Linked DNA regions of Mus musculus: region 1 is linked to region 2. A link is a contact called in public promoter capture Hi-C data. All regions are on one chromosome and are shown on one strand. Each heading gives the region's core, a stretch centred on a gene start, on an enhancer-like site or on the middle of the called end of the contact. The rest is flanking DNA. Distances are from core to core; before and after follow the strand shown.

Region 1 (4,986 bases), core at 1,837-4,336, 4.0 Mb after region 2:
AGGAAGGGAATTTAAAAATCCTTGTGATGTAGTCAAAGCACCCCATTTTTAAAATATGGATGTGGATAATAAGGACATGCCTTAGTCTTCATTTAATGACAGAACACTTTAAGAACTCCAGATCTTACATACATTGACTTATACACAACACCTGAACACAGTGGCTTTTTTTTTCCTAAAAGGTTGTCCACTGTATCATCAAAGTTTTCTTTGAGTGGGTGGGGGCGGGGGATCGAGACAGGGTTTCTCTGTATAGCCCTGGCTGTCCTGGAACTCATTCTGTAGACCAGGCTGGCCTTGAACTCAGAAATCCACCTGCCTCTCATGTGCTGGGATTAAAGGCTTGCACCACCACTGCCCAGCTAAGGCACAAAGTTTTTCTTTGTATCATTAGTGCAATCCTTGAGATAGGATCTCAGTCTATAGTCCAGGTTGGCCTTGAACTCTCCACCCTCTGCCTCCAGGGTATTGGGATTACATGAATGTGCCACCTTGGGTCCAACTCAAAGGTTTCTTGTTTCTTTGTTGTATTAAGGATCCAACCGGGTTGTACTAGATTTAGATATAAAATCCAATTCAGTCTCTGCCTCTGGGTGCTGAGATTAAAGGTCTGCCAATATGACTGGCTTTAATTTTCTTATTTTTAATTAGGAGCAAAGTGTGAGTTAAAACATTAACAGCTAATGCTTGTCTCTTTTGGAGGAGGGGAGGGTCTAAACAGGGTTTCTTTATGCAGCCCTGGCTGCACACCAAGCTGGCCTCAGACTCAAGAAAAGATCCACTTGCCCTCTCTCAAGAGCCTTCCTTCGAGCTTTAAGTGTGTGCTCACCCTTTATTCTCAGTGTTTAAACTAAGCTGAAGGTTTACTCTTCAGTGGAAGGGCTAGAATTTCTCTGACCCCATGCTGAGCTCACTGTCCCTCCAGCCTACTGGAAATGGGATGCTAGAGATAAAATTCACACCTTCCCAGCTGGGAGGCCACAACAGTTGCTTCACATTCCTCCCCCACTAAACTCACGGTGCTAGAACTCCCATTAACCAATCAGCCCTGTAAGCTGCCAAGATAACAGTAGAACCTTTGTGATCCTAACACACTCCTCCAGCTCCACCACCCAAGTACCACCTTATTCTCTCCCAACTGTCTCCCTTGCTTCCATCCTCACCTAAGCAAAGTGGGAAGTGAACGGTGTTACTTTTTTTTAAACTCTATTCCGACCACCCAAGCACACTGGCTTACCTAACAACCCTCTAGTTCACCCGACCACAGTAAATGCCCTGAGTGTGCACTGTCCCTTGCTTCTTGCTTTCTCTCTCTTTTTTTTTCTTCCTCCCCGGAAAAAAAAAAAAGATGAGGTTCCAAAACGTTAGGAGATAAACCCAAAAGGCCACCCACAGAAGAGAATCAATTAGAAGAGGCAGACTGAAATCCAGGTTTTGCTCCAAATCCCCCCGATTTTATTTTTTGTCTTTACATTTATTGATCTTGTGAGCTCCGAGATCTTTTAGGATTGGAAGAAAAAGTACAAAGTGTGAGCTCAGAAGTTCAAAAGCAATTAAGTCGGTGTTAAAAAAAAAAATCCCGACAGAAAAAGCAGAGTGGAATCCACGTGTTCCATTAATAGAGAAACCAGAGAAAAGGGAAGACTGGGGCACCACACTATGTGCGGGATGATCTGGTAAGTGAAAGTCTGCCGCAGTCGCACGTTTAAAGGCCCAATCATTCCCGCCCACTGCGCCCATGCTTGATTCTCTCAAAGAAAAGAAGCCAGCAGTACATCCATCCCTACCCTTCAAAATTCCATCACGCAAAAAAGACTCTCCCAACCATTTCTGCCGAGACCAGGCTCAAATATCTGAGCCTCCAGGATTAGGGGTGATGGTGATGGTGGTGGCTCTAGTTCCCGCGCCCAGATCTCATCCCTCCCCACCCCCAATAATAATAATAATCGTTTCCTTTCTCTGCCCGCCGGGTCCCTTTTCAGAGGATCCTTCATCTCCTTAGATGACTAAAAAAAACCTTGCAAGCGCTGAGTGGCCCTGGTCCTCCTTCAACCCTCGCTGCCCTTAAGGGGAACCCCCCGACACACACACCCAAGAGGGAAATTCAGCAGCCTGCCAGAACAGGAAAAGGTGGCGTGGGCAGCGGTCCCGCGCCGCACACACCCCTCGCTCAGGCCTGCCTCGCCCGCCGTGCCTCGAACGAGCTAAGGCGCTCCGGTACCCGCCTCCCCCGGGGATCCGCCGCGCCCCACGGGCTGAAAGGGATTCCCCCCCAACAACGGGGCGTGGAGGGCGGCGAGCCCGCGTGGACCGACGCTCCAGGCCCGGAAGGGCGGGCGGGCGGTGCGGCTGGCACACACGGACGCGGTTCTCCCAGGCCCCGCAGTGCGCCAGCCTCCAGCTCAGCCGAGGACCAAACGCGGCGGGGGACCGCGGGGGCGCGGCGCGGCCTCCGCCGGTGCACGAGGGCCCGCAGCGTGCTCCGCGCAGCAGCCCGGCAGACGCAGGCGCCGCGCGGCCGTCCGCATTGTTCAGCCTGCCGCGCGCGCCCCGGAGGAGCCTGGTCCTGTGGCCTCGAGCCCCGCAGGCGCGGAGGGAACTGTCGCCCCGCCGCCGCTACCGCTACCGCTGCCGCTGCCGCCGCCGCCGCCGCCGCCGCCGCCGCCGCTGCGGCGCCCGTGCAGGTGGCGAGCGGCGCCCTCACCTTTGGCGCCGAGCTTGAAGTCGAGCGTGCTGTGTCTTGCTGCTGCCATAGTGTGGCGAGGCCCTGTGCCATGCCTGGGGAGGCGACCGCAGGAGACTGAGGGACCGCGCGGCGTGTCAGGCTGCGGGCCGGCGGGGAGTGCGCTGCGCCGGGGGAGGCCAGGAGTTAGGAGGTGGGAGGGGCCGCGGGCAAGCGACCCGGGGCGCGGGGGCGGGGCCGACCCGCCTCTTAGAGGAGGAAGCAGGGACGCCTCCAGCCCCGAACTTGAAGCGCTGGGTGTGAGGCCTCGCTAATGGTGGAATCGCGGGCGCCGGGCTCCCTGGCATGCGTCACCAATGGCCGCGCCCTGCGCTAAAGCTCTGGCCATGCTCTCCCGCCATTCGCCATCCGTTAGGAGGTCACCCAGCTTTAAACGGCTCAGCGCGACTTCCGGGGGGCCTCCCTATACACTTCCCCATATGCCTACCCCTCCTCCCCAAGCAAAAGCCCCAGTTACTTCCTGACCATTTGAAGAAAATAAAATGCTACCACCCCTGTAGTCTTAAAGTACAAGCCTGACTTTTTCTTTAAATGCACGTGAACCCCGCTGGGATTATTAACAATGTTTCTATTGGTAAGGGGTAGTATTTAAGAACAGAATAGAAGGCTCCTGGGCATTCAAGTAGCATACATTTTCATGCAAATTTGGAAAAGAATCAAGGACTAAAGCCTAACTGAGAAGTTGCAGATGTGAGAGCCTCTTCCACAGGACTTCCCCCTCCTCGGTACCTCTATTTTTTGTCAATGGACCTACAGCCTTGGCCTCTTTTTTGACCGTTAGTAGCATTCAACAAGATGGGACAAAAGAGAACTGAAGTGCCTGGGGAATAAAGGGATCCTTTATTGCACGAGCAAAATCCCAGGGCAAATTGACTCCATCATTGTATGGATTGCTGTGCCTCTCCTGATACCAGGAATTTCTGTAATGGTTGTTAAACTTCAGATTAGTGAACTCTGTGCCTCCTCAACAACACAAAAACATTAAGTTTAGCTTTCCCTTAGGCCATTTCGAATGGTCGTTTGGTTTGGTTTGGTTTGTTGGTTGGTTGGTTGGTTGGTTGGTTAGTTTTGCGTAGTCCTTCCCTGTCCTGCAAGAACCTAACACTGACGTCATATTTGTCCTTCAACAACTGCATCTCTTTTCAGTGGGCTCCTACTTTGTTCCTATCCATAGCCATCTGTTTTTATTTCCTTCTCTGGAGACCAGGTCCTCAGTTTTGTAAGCTAATTTGTGTTCCGCTCCATCAGCCCCAATGTATCAGCCCCAAGCTCCTCTTTCTTCCTTTCTTCTGGAGTCAAGTCACTAGAACATAGCTGTCCTCCTGTGTGTTTAAGGGTAGTGAAGCTTCCCGCGTAGGACATGTGCTTCATGCCCTGCCAGCATTGGGGTAAGCCACCTGCCTTCCCTTAGCTTCACTATCTGCTGTCAACCTCTTGAATTTCTTGAAAATTTCAGAGCAGAAGGCATCTGAGGTTTTGCTGATAAGTATGTAGCTGGTCTTGCTCAGTAGATTGTGGAGAACATTGCAGACCACCATGGGCTCCCAGCTGAAGCATATCCGCCCTAGAATTTGTACTTCACCTTGCAAAGGGCAAAATGAAGAACCTTGAGATACTTTAATGAAGTGATGTCAAAAGAGAGCCCTGAAGAGAAGAGGATGCTCGATATAGGATCAGTATTGTCAGGATGATGTTAGCAGTTTACTGCAAGGGTCTTCTCACTAATCTGCATAATCCTGGCAAGACTATTAAAGATAAGAAACAGGAGCCTGACGTTAGTGGCACACATCTTTAATCTCAGCACTTGTGAGGTAGAGGCAGGCAGACATGGCCATCGGGAGCAACACTATTATGAGGTGTGGCCTTGTTGGAGGAAGTGTGTCAACGTGGGGGACAAGCTTTGAGGTCTCCTTTGCTCAAGCTATACCAAGTGTGGCACACAGTCTCCTTCTGGTGCCTGTGAATCAAGATGTAGAACTCTTGGTTCCTCCAGCATGTTTCCTGCCATGATGATTAGAGACTAAACCTCTAAACTGTAAGCCAGCCCCAAGTAAATGTTTTCCTTTATAAGACTTGCTGTGGTCATGGTGTCTCTTCAGTGAAAGAAAGCAAAGGCCTCTATAAACCTCTCCAACTGGGCTATGACTACCTATTTGGATTCTGGAAAATATTGTCATTGCCTGAGTTTTTGCAATCTAGGCCCCAATCTGCAAGGATCATTTCAAAATTAATCATTTAGGTTG
Region 2 (5,146 bases), core at 1,144-3,643:
GAATTCATTCACATAGTACCCCATAAATCTAATGTTAATGAACTCAGACCTGCTAAAAATGAATATTCTTATTCACCACTTATTTCAATTGGCTTGGGATGGGGCCTAGAAATTTCTATCAGTATCAAGTTCCTTAAACTACATATAGGGTAATCTTGTGGTAAGTATTGAGATTATATTCTCATTATAATTATGCTTACCAATTCATTCTACTAAGAATTTCAATTTGTACTATCTCAAAAGTGTTCGGATTTCTTTAAATTTTAAGTGTTTTCTTCTTCCTCATTTTTGTTAATAGTATTTACCTTTAAGAGTCATTAACAATTCCTTGTGATATAGTATTAAATTTCTATTTATTTTCAGAAAAGTTAAACATATTTTAACAGAGGTGAGTTGTCACTATCTAAAATCAGCCATTGCTGGTAGCCTGTCATGTTTCCTTCGAGTTTAGAGACAAAGCACATTTTTACAGCTTTAACTCCAGTTCCATTTAGTCATTGTGTAGAATCCTGTACCATTTCCTCTTCCTTGTGACTAGATGTTTAGAATGACTGCCTCTTGTACATTTATTTTCTGTTAATTTTTCTTTCAGTACTAGGAATTGAACCCAGGGTCTCTTCACACACAGTACGCATGTGCTCCATCAGTGAGCAGCAGCCCAGCCCTTCTAGCTAATAGAATATTTTATATACATATGTACATATGTTTTAAATACCATAGATATTTACATTTGATGTGTGTCAGTTAATTATGTTTTGATATGTATTTAAAGCAAGTATACTTTTCATTGTACATTATATCTATATGAGCTCTTGCATATATAATGATTTTTGTACTAGTCATGGGTATAATGGCCCTGTATTTTGTTTTACACTGAGATTTATTAAGGTACTGTGACGTAATGATTTTGAAATGCTGTTAAATCATCTCTAGGTTTTTGTATGGGAAAAGGATTTTCTGTGTTCAAAGCAAGAGAAATAAATGATTTCAGAATAATTTCTTCTATAATTCAGGTTTTCTATAACAGTAATACTCCATTTTTTGTTTTCTTTATTTAATCCATAATGATTATGTTAATTTCTGCCACGACTATTGTGTGCCTGTCAATTTTTACCTTTACTCTTGTCTGAAAATAATATTTGTAGTTTTTAAAAATCATAAACGCAATGCATATTTATTCATCAAATTCACAATCTTATAAAAATAGAAAATAAGAATTATTTACAATTTCAGCTCTTACTAATAATTACCTTTATCATAATGGAGTATAGCCTTTCAGATTTTTTTCACACATACAGTCTACAAGCTTTTTGATGCTGACACCTACACACATGTATTGTTTCCATTTGTTAAGAAAACCATAAAAAATAACCCCAAATATCGTCTATTATTTTCTCCTAACTACAGTGCATTTAATGTATTTTTTAGAGACATGTAATACTACATGAATTAGCCACCATCTTTTAGACACAGGGATTATTTTATTGTATGGCAAAATCATAGTATTCCTGTCACAGACCCATTTAACTAGCTAAACGCTATTTTTTAAAATGCCACGTTGTTTATATATACTTTTCGAATTGATTATTAGGTCTTTCTAAACAAAGGTGCAAATCCTTAAAATGTCCATTTGTATTTTCAAACTGCCCCATTACAACAATTCATACTACGACTAGCATGAGAGTGCATTTTCTCGGCTCCTGGTCAACAAGGTTTAACGTTCTTTTTTTTTTTTTTATCGCTGCCAATATGATAAACCCGAAGGAAAAATCTCATTGTGTTTATTTGAATCCCTTTGATTAGGAGCGAGCCTCATCTTTTCAGAAGCCTGTTGGCCGTTTCTCGGCTTCTTTTGTAAAATGCTCGCTCCCGCCATGCCTTCCCTTCCCCCAACCGGGCGCTCATTCTCCCTTTTTGCTTTGTCAGAGTTCTTTACTATTCATTTTTCGTCCTTTGCCTGGGATCGGTTCAATTCAGGCTTTCATCCTTTCACTGCCTCCCAGATTGCGAACCCACATTCTCCATTGGTCTTTCAGTGGCTGCTAAAGAAGCTGCCTCCCTCTTCCTCCTCCTGGCCTCCTCCCTTCCCCCCTCGCCTCGCCCGCCTCGCCTTGGTCCCCTGGCTTTTCTCTCCAGCCTCCTTCCTTTTCCTTCTCTTCCCCCCTCTCTTTGTTTATTTCTCCCTCCCTCTCCCTCTCCCTCCCTCCGCCCCCCCTCCTCTGCAGGGCAGGAGTTTTGCGCTCGGCCGCGAGACGCTCGCTGGGCTGGCGCCGCGTCAGCAGGGGGCGGGGCGCGGCCGGGGGCGGGGCGGGGCGGGGCGGGGCGGGAGCGCGGGCGCCGCAGCTGCAGGAGTCGCTGGGAGTGCGCGCGGGCAGATCACAAGGCGGCGGCAGCGGAGACGGCCTGCAGGACCTGCTCTCTCAGCCCTCAGCCGAGGCCTACGCCGAGCCGAGTGCGCAGCCGACGACCGGGAGGAGCCGCAGCCTTCAACTCTGAGGTACTGTGATCCGCGCTGCCCGCCGGGCCGCCCCAGTCCGCTGCTGCGGCACCTCCTTCCCTCGCGCCCTCTTCGCTCGCCAGCGCCTTCCCTGTGAGCCTGCGTCACCGCGGCCGCCATGGCTGAGAACGGCGAGAGCAGCGGCCCCCCGCGCCCCTCCCGCGGCCCTGCGGCGGCCCCAGGCGCGGCCAGCCCGCCGGCCGAGCCCAAAATCATCAAAGTCACTGTGAAGACCCCCAAAGAGAAGGAGGAGTTCGCGGTGCCCGAGAACAGCACCGTGCAGCAGTTCAAGGAAGCGATTTCCAAACGCTTCAAATCGCAGACCGATCAGCTCGTGCTGATTTTCGCCGGAAAGATCCTGAAAGATCAAGATACCTTGATGCAGCATGGCATCCATGATGGACTGACTGTTCACCTGGTTATCAAAAGCCAGAACCGTCCGCAGGGCCAGGCCACCACGCAGCCCAGCACGACTGCGGGAACGAGCACGACGACCACGACCACCACCACGGCGGCGGCGCCGGCGGCGACGACATCATCGGCTCCCAGGAGTAGCTCCACACCTACCACCACGAATAGCAGCTCCTTTGGGCTGGGAAGCCTTTCCAGCCTTAGTAACCTGGGCTTGAACTCGCCCAACTTCACCGAGCTTCAGAACCAGATGCAGCAGCAGCTCCTGGCCAGCCCTGAGATGATGATCCAGATCATGGAAAATCCCTTTGTTCAGAGCATGCTTTCGAATCCTGATCTGATGAGGCAGCTCATCATGGCCAATCCACAGATGCAACAATTGATCCAGAGAAACCCAGAAATCAGCCACCTACTGAACAACCCAGATATAATGAGGCAGACGCTGGAAATCGCCAGGAATCCTGCCATGATGCAAGAGATGATGCGAAATCAAGACCTGGCTCTCAGTAATCTCGAAAGCATCCCAGGTGGCTACAATGCTCTGCGGCGCATGTACACTGACATTCAAGAACCTATGCTGAATGCCGCACAGGAGCAGTTTGGGGGCAACCCGTTTGCCACGGTGGGGAGCAGTTCCACCTCAGGGGAAGGTACTCAGCCCTCCCGCACGGAGAATCGTGATCCGCTGCCCAATCCTTGGGCACCACCGCCAACAACCCAGACGGCTGCGACCACCACCACCACCACGACCACAAGCAGTGGCAGTGGCTCTGGCAGCAGCTCCAGCAGCACCACCGCCGGGAACACCATGGCTGCAGCTAATTACGTGGCTAGCATCTTCAGCACCCCAGGAATGCAGAGCCTGCTGCAGCAGATAACTGAGAATCCCCAGCTGATTCAGAATATGCTGTCTGCGCCCTACATGCGGAGCATGATGCAGTCGCTGAGCCAGAATCCAGATATGGCGGCCCAGATGATGCTGAGTAGCCCGCTGTTCACTTCGAATCCTCAGCTGCAGGAGCAGATGCGTCCACAGCTCCCGAATTTCCTGCAGCAGATGCAGAATCCAGAAACCATCGCGGCCATGTCAAACCCGAGAGCGATGCAAGCGCTAATGCAGATCCAGCAGGGGCTACAGACTCTAGCCACTGAAGCACCTGGCCTCATTCCCAGCTTCGCTCCAGGTGTGGGGATGGGAGTGCTGGGAACCGCCATAACCCCTGTGGGCCCAGTCACTCCCATAGGGCCCATCGGCCCTATAGTTCCTTTCACCCCCATAGGCCCCATCGGGCCTATAGGACCCACTGGCCCTGCAAGCTCCCCCGGCTCCACCGGCACTGGCATCCCGCCTGCAACCACTGTGTCCAGCTCTGCACCTACTGAAACCATAAGTCCAACCTCGGAATCTGGACCCAACCAGCAGTTCATTCAACAAATGGTGCAGGCTCTCACTGGAGGAAGCCCTCCACAGCCGCCGAATCCTGAAGTGAGATTTCAGCAGCAACTGGAACAGCTCAACGCCATGGGGTTCTTAAACCGCGAAGCAAACTTGCAGGCCCTAATAGCAACAGGAGGCGACATCAACGCGGCCATTGAGAGGCTGCTGGGCTCTCAGCCATCCTAATTACGTTTCTGTACCTTGAAAAAAAATGTATCTTATTTTTGATAATGGCTCTTAAATCTTTAAACACACAAAATTGTGCTTTACTTTTATTTTGATTCTTTTAAATCTGTCTACCTATAAATCTAATAGGATGCATTTTAAGGTGGAGTCCCTCCCTCCCTCCCTCCCTCCCTCCCTGCTCCTCCTCCCCCCACCCTCTCCCTTCCCTTCCAGCCTGCCCTCTCCCCTCTTTGTTTCCTTCATTCCTTTCTTTTCTTCTTTTGATTTCCTTCCTTCTCTGATTTGAATGGTGGGAATCAATACTGTTTCACTCAAAGGTGTTGCATGCAAACACTTCTCTTTATTCTGCATTTATTGTGATTTTTGGAAACAGGTATCAGCCTTCACAGTTGGGTGAACAAGTTTTGTCCTACAGATGTCCAGTTTATTTGCATTTTAAACATTAGCCTATGATAGTAATTTAATGTAGAATGAAGATATTAAAAAAACAGAAGCAAATTATTTGAAGCTCTCTAATTTGTGGTAAAATATTGCTTATTGTGACTTTGGCATGTATTTTTGCTAGCAAATGCTGTAAGATTTATACCATTCATTGATCGTTTTTGCTATTTGTA

The links. Promoter capture Hi-C pulls out the DNA fragments that hold promoters and counts their contacts.
Region 1: a contact with region 2 is called in a promoter capture Hi-C map of pre-B cells. The contact joins the promoter of Sms here to the promoter of Ubqln2 in region 2. A contact is called at or near these places in 2 of 39 promoter capture datasets (cranial neural crest and pre-B cells).

The regions. Positions count from the first base shown.
Region 1 is chrX:157,489,201-157,494,186 of GRCm38.p6, forward strand. Sms (spermine synthase) reads right to left here and starts at 3,087. Exons shown (of 11, transcript NM_009214.4): 1 at 2,705-3,087. The coding sequence starts at 2,753.
Region 2 is chrX:153,495,839-153,500,984 of GRCm38.p6, forward strand. Ubqln2 (ubiquilin 2) reads left to right here and starts at 2,394. Exons shown (of 1, transcript NM_018798.2): 1 at 2,394-5,146. The coding sequence starts at 2,616. The coding sequence ends at 4,532.